2 separate regions of the Sus scrofa genome follow, and region 1 is linked to region 2. A link is a contact called in public HiChIP or PLAC-seq data. All regions are on one chromosome and are shown on one strand. Each heading gives the region's core, a stretch centred on a gene start, on an enhancer-like site or on the middle of the called end of the contact. The rest is flanking DNA. Distances are from core to core; before and after follow the strand shown. Region 1 overlaps IGF2BP3 (insulin-like growth factor 2 mRNA-binding protein 3). Region 2 has its middle 3.4 kb from the start of MALSU1.

Region 1 (2,932 bases), core at 429-2,928, 160 kb before region 2:
GTAGTAGTTGGAGGGGTTGTAGTTTAAAGAGAGGGCTTTAAAATTTTTTTATTTTGGTAGACAGGCAGTGGCAAAAACAGTACCCATTATCCACATACCTTTCATTCAGTTTTCCCAAATGTTAGTTTCAACTTCTCTGATATTTTTGGGACACTTGAGAGTAAGTTGCTGAACTACTACCTTCTGCCTCTAAATACTTATATGTGTTTGCTAAAAACAAGGACAATTAAATGACTATAGAAAAATGATCAAAAGAAAAAATGACATTGATACAATGGTATTTAATCTACAGATGTTACATTTTGCCTCTTTTCTCACTAATGTCCTTTTCCTGATCCTGGATCCAATTCAAGATCACATACTGCATTTAAATAGGATGTTTTTTTCATTTCTTTTAAACTGTAACAATTCCTTGGTCTTTGGTTTGTCTTTAATGGCCTTCATACTTTTGAGGAATATAAGCTGGTTATTTTATAGAATGTCTCTCAATATGGGTTGGACTGAAGTTTCTCTGTGGTTCGAATCAGGTTGCGTGTTTTTGGTGTGAAGTACTGCTGAAGTTCTCAGTCCACCACCACATCAGGAAGCTTGAGATGTTGTTTTTGTTCCAGGGCTCCTCAAGGTGTTAACTTTGATCAGTTGGTTAAAGTGTGACAGTCAGGCTTCTCCAGTATAAAAGTTACTGTTTTCTCCTTTGAATTAAGAATCTTGGGAGTTTCCCTCGTGGTTCAGTGGTTAATGAATCCGATTAGGAACCATGAGGTTGTGGGTTCGATCCCTCGCCTCGCTCAGGGGGTTAAGGATCTGGCGTTGCCGTTAGCTGTGGTGTAGGTCACAGATACAGCTCAGATCCCGCATTGCTGTGGCTGTGGTGTAGGCTGGTGGCTACAGCTCTGATTAGACCCCTAGCCTGGGAACCTCCATATGCCACAGGAGCCGCCCTAGCAAAGGCAAAAAGACGAATCTTATGAGGGAGTATTTTGAGACAGTCCTCTCTCTCATCATACTTTCACTGACTTTAGTATTCATTGATGATTTTTACCTGAAACCATTATTAACTGTAGTGGTTGCCAAATGCTGACTTTCTAATTCTATTATTTCTTACATTTATGAGTTAGAATTGAGTTACTCTAAGGAAGAGCTTTCCCTTTTCCATTTATTTTCTTTGTTTATAATAATATGGATTTATTGATTCTTATTTTCCAGCATATAACATGTTACTATTTTGTTGGACTGTCAAAATGAAGGTTTTTAAGCCAAGAGGTAGTTTAGCATAGTGGTGAAGGCATGATTCAGCACAGATGGAAAAATGATTATGATACACTAATTTCCACAGTGCTAGATAAATCTTTACATGCTTGTTCTTCATTTTAGATGAGCAGCTTTGTACTTAACTTAGAAACAGACTTTAGCTGCTCAAATGCAAATCAATCTAATAAATATATCTGTACCTCTTCTAGGGCTGTCTTAAAATTAGTGAAAATCAGGTCATTTTTCATGTATATGACATATTAAGTCGAAATTTCAGGTACTGTACTCTGCACCAGAAAATGTAATAACTACTGTCTAGTATGTGCATCACTTAAATAATTGTTTATCGTATGTGGGTTATGACCATTTTAACTCATGATGATGTGTTTTTCCCAGATGATTGCATTTTGGTGTACTAGCTCTGTCGTAAGTGTGAAATTGACAGAGCCAGTTTCTTAACTGTTCCTGTTTAATCATACATCTCTTGGTCAGTGGTGTGCACACTGAAACCAATCAAATGGCATCTTAAAATTTTTTGGAGATAATATACTATATATAGAACACTTGTGGGAATCAAGCAGAACTAGTTTTTTCCATAATAATTTAAAAAGTTGGAAGATTTGGAGTTCCTCTTGTGGCACAGGGTGTTGAGTAACCTTGTCACTGCTCTGGTATGGGTTTGATCCCTGGCCTGGGAACTTCTACATGCTGTGAGTGTGGGCAAAAAAATTACAGTTGGAAAAAAAAAACAAAAAACCGCAAAACATAGTATAGATGGCAAAATTTAAACCATAAAAATGATAGAAGTGATCTTTTTTTTTTTCCCTTCTTCTAATATATTTTCTGTGGCTTTGTTATTATCCTTGTTGGGGATATTTATTTACATGTACAAACATCTATGAGTCTGTACCTTTTAGAAAATTACACTTTCTGCTCCTTACAGTTTTGAACTTTTAAAGAGCTTTGAAGGTACTTTGGAAGCTGAGAGAGGATAAAATTGTGCTAACATAGTAGGTTCAATTCTAATAAAATACGAAGTCTTAATTTAGGAATAAAGTATGTTTATCTCTATCTGAGGTGATAAAACATTAAAGTTTGTTTAAATGTGTTTGTTATTAATAGGGTACTAACAGTATGTTAGGTTTCATTATTAGTGGTTGTTACAGATTATTCTCATTTTCTGCAAACTCCATCATGTGATTTACCCCAATCATTAGTTACAGATAAAAGAAATGTGCAATGTTGAACCAAAAACTTTAAAAAGAATAACAACAAAAAAATACTCCCAAAAAACTACTGGTATCCATCAGGACATGAGTTCGATGCCTGGCCTTGCTCAGCGGGTTAAGGATCTGGTGTTGCCGTGAACTGTGGTGTAGGTCACAGACGCAGCTGGGATCCCACATTGCTGTGGCTCTGGCATAGGCTGGCAACTACAGCTCTGATTGGACCCCTAGCCTGAGAACCTCCATATGCGCAAGTAGAGCCCTAAAAAGACAAAAAGGCCCCCCCCCAAAAAAAGAAATTAAAAAAAAAATAAAAAGCATGTACATAATGAGTTATATTAGCTGGAACTAGTTCAATGCTCTGAATTCTGATAATTTTTCCCCCCAACTTTTTTGTGCTTTAAAAAATTTCTTTAAGATATGTCACTTTTCATATTCTAATTTTATTATTCTTT
Region 2 (2,945 bases), core at 327-2,826:
TGAAAAAGAAAAAAAGAAAAATACAAATTACACACCACAGTGCTTTGTGTGTAGTAATCATATGGAAATTGGTATATCGTTTGTTTATAAATAGGCATCATGAGGAGGGAAATGCCTTGAACCCACAATTCTGATAAAGCCTAGCCAAAAAAAAAAAAAAAAGATAGACCACCAAGAACAAACATATGTTCAAAGTTAGACTCAGGAACTTGCTGCAGAGGGAGACTGCAGACTGTGGGGGACAAAGAAGCATCCCAGAGGGAGTAGGAGGGACTTTGGATAGGTCTTCCGCTTCTGCAGCATATGGAAGTTCCTAGGCTTGAGTTAGAATGGAGCTGCAGCTGCAGGCCTACAGCACAGCCATAGAAACATGGGATCCGAGCCCTCTCTATGATCCACACCAGAGCTCCCAGCAACACTGGATCTTTAATCCACTGAGCGAGGTCAGGAATTGAACCTATGTCCTCATGGATACTAGTCAGATTCGTTTTCACTGAGCCACAACAGGAACCCCAGAGGTTCTGCTTCTGCAGAATGGGTCTAAGGAGAGCCCAGAGGAAGTGGTGACAGCTCTGGATTAGATGCTGGCCTGAAGCAGGGACAGTTTAACAATTGCATATCTCATTACACTTTATTCAGGAGGTTGATCTTTGTCCAACTCTGGGACAAAATGTGTCACAGTCTGGGGAACACCTGGAAGTAAAAAGCTATTGATTTCTCACAGGGTTGATGCCCTCACCATGGCATTCACCTCACCTGGAATGTCACCCCACAGTCCCTTCAAAGTGCATAGCTTTAGGGGTTGTCATTCCCTCAAGTCCAATCTGAAAGGGGTCCCCTGAAGTTGGACTATGTAGGGCTCTGTACCCATTCTCCTCTTCTTCCTCAAGACCCAGGTCTGTTGAAATATTACCTCTTTTCAGAGCCTTCTCCAACTCCTACAGAATTGCTGATGAAACCCCACAGCATTTTGGACTTTCAAATACAAATATATAATACTGGTGACATTTACTCTAATCATCATCTCTCCTTCTGTCTGGAAGCTCCTGGGAAGCAGAGACAACACACCTTTCCCTCCCCCACCCTAGCCCAGCACCTGGCACTGGAATGTTGGTTGGTTTAAACCTTGGTGATGGAGTTCCCTTTGTGGCTCAGTGGTAACAAACCTAACTAGTATCCATGAAGTTGCGGGTTCCATCCCTGGCCCCGCTCAGAGGGTTAAGGAGCCGGCATTTCCTTGAGCTGTGGTGTAGGTCGCAGACGTGGCTTGCATCTGGCATTGCCATGGCTGTGGCTCCAATTTGACCCCTAGCCTGGGAACTTCCGGATGCCAACAGGTGCAGCCCTAAATTTTTTTTTTTTAATTTTTAAAAAGCAAAAAAATAAATAAACCTTGGTGAGGGTCCTTGGGGAGGTCGTGAATTACAAGTCTACTTAGAATGATCATTTGTGTGCAAACTGCACCTCCATGCATCAGTGTGAGAAGAAAGTACACTCTTCATTGTAAAAGTGAGGGCAAGGAGGTCTGGTAGCCTTTAGGTTCCTGCCAATTCCTGTCGACTGTGGGAGGAATCGTAGCCTGGCTGCCTGCCAGCACCCAGTAATCTGGGGGAACAATGTGGGTGCTGAGAGGCTCAGCTCTGGATTGAGCAATGGTTCTGAAATCTGAGCAAACAATGCTGCCTACCGAAAGTGGTGGTAGGGAGCCTGAGCCTACAATTTGGCCCAACAAACAGGCTCGCTGGAGAAATGGTGGAGGAAATTCTTCCCACATAGGGGCCTTCTATGTGAGAGGCCCCTGCGGTGCTCTGGGATGCCCTCAAACCACAGGCTCCATGCTTTCTGGGAATCCGACAATTCATCATAGAGCAGGTCTCAATGCCCCCCTCAGGGTTGGACTCCCTGTACTTACAGCATGAACAGCATGACTGACAAACCAAGAGAAAACATCTGAGTGCAGACTCTGTGCTTCTTGGGGGGCTTGGAGTGAAGAGAGACAATGCTTTGCCCCTAGGGTTATGAAACAATGAGGCCCTTCACTGAACTTCTACTTCAAAAGATTTTCTTTCTTCCAATTAGAAGATCTACAAAGAGGGGGACAAAATCATTTTTAAACAGAAACATACACGTTTAGCATACCTAGAATTATTATTATTATTATTATTATTATTTTTTGTCTTTTTGCTATTTCTCGGGCTGCTCCCGCGGCGTATGGAGTTTTCCTAGGCTAGGGGTCTAATCGGAGCTGTAGCTGCCAGCCTATGCCAGAGCCACAGCAACGTGGGATCCGAGCCACGTCTGCAACCTACACCACAGCTCACGGCAACGCCGGATCGTTAACCCACTGAGCAAGGGCAGGGACCGAACCCGCAACCTCATGGTTCCTAGTCGGATTCGTTAACCACTGCGCCACGACGGGAACTCCAGCATACCTAGAATTAATTAGATATATAAAAGAGTTGATTTTAATTCTAGCCGTTCCTTATTCATGATCTCCTGAGGGCAGAAACAGTAAAACGAGAATGGAAATCTGAGAAAAAGAATGAAACTTAACAAGGCAGGGATGTTCACCGACAGGTACAATTGCCCAGTTGTAGAATGAGCTGCCCTGTGAGGTTTGGAAGGGTAGCTGAGCTGGAGAGAAGTGGTCCTCACCCTTTTTTTTTTTTTTTTTTTCTGGCTGTGCTCGTGACATAGAGAAGTTCCCAGGTCAGGGACTGAACCCACTGCAGCAGCCACCTGAGCCACAGCAGTGATAACACCAGATCCTTACTGGCTAGGCCACCAGATCCTTACTGGCTAGGCCACCAGATCCTTACTGGCTAGGCCACTATTCTATTTTTTTATAACAGAAAAAATAGAAATCATTAAAAAAATTGTGGCTCTTTGGAGTTCCTGTTGTGGCCCAGTGGTTAACAAGTCTAAGAACTATGAGGTTGCGGGTT

The links. HiChIP or PLAC-seq counts read pairs in DNA pulled down with a chosen protein or histone mark.
Region 1: a contact with region 2 is called in an H3K27ac HiChIP or PLAC-seq map of alveolar macrophages. The contact joins two enhancer-like sites. A contact is called at or near these places in 1 of 47 Hi-C or Micro-C datasets (embryonic fibroblasts) and 2 of 2 datasets of contacts at active chromatin or transcription factors (alveolar macrophages and skeletal muscle).

What each region holds. Positions count from the first base shown.
Region 1 is chr9:92,246,992-92,249,923 of Sscrofa11.1, reverse strand. The region is part of intron 2 of IGF2BP3 (insulin-like growth factor 2 mRNA-binding protein 3); the gene reads left to right. Among named protein-coding and RNA genes, the nearest start is that of IGF2BP3, 24 kb to the left of the region's middle. Within about 2 kb of position 1,678, at least 1 of the 83 cell types and tissues checked has an H3K27ac peak or open chromatin away from gene starts, as enhancers often do. A contact at or near this core is called in alveolar macrophages, where this site is marked.
Region 2 is chr9:92,083,537-92,086,481 of Sscrofa11.1, reverse strand. No RefSeq gene overlaps it. Among named protein-coding and RNA genes, the nearest start is that of MALSU1, 3.4 kb to the left of the region's middle. Within about 2 kb of position 1,576, at least 2 of the 83 cell types and tissues checked have an H3K27ac peak or open chromatin away from gene starts, as enhancers often do. A contact at or near this core is called in alveolar macrophages, where this site is marked.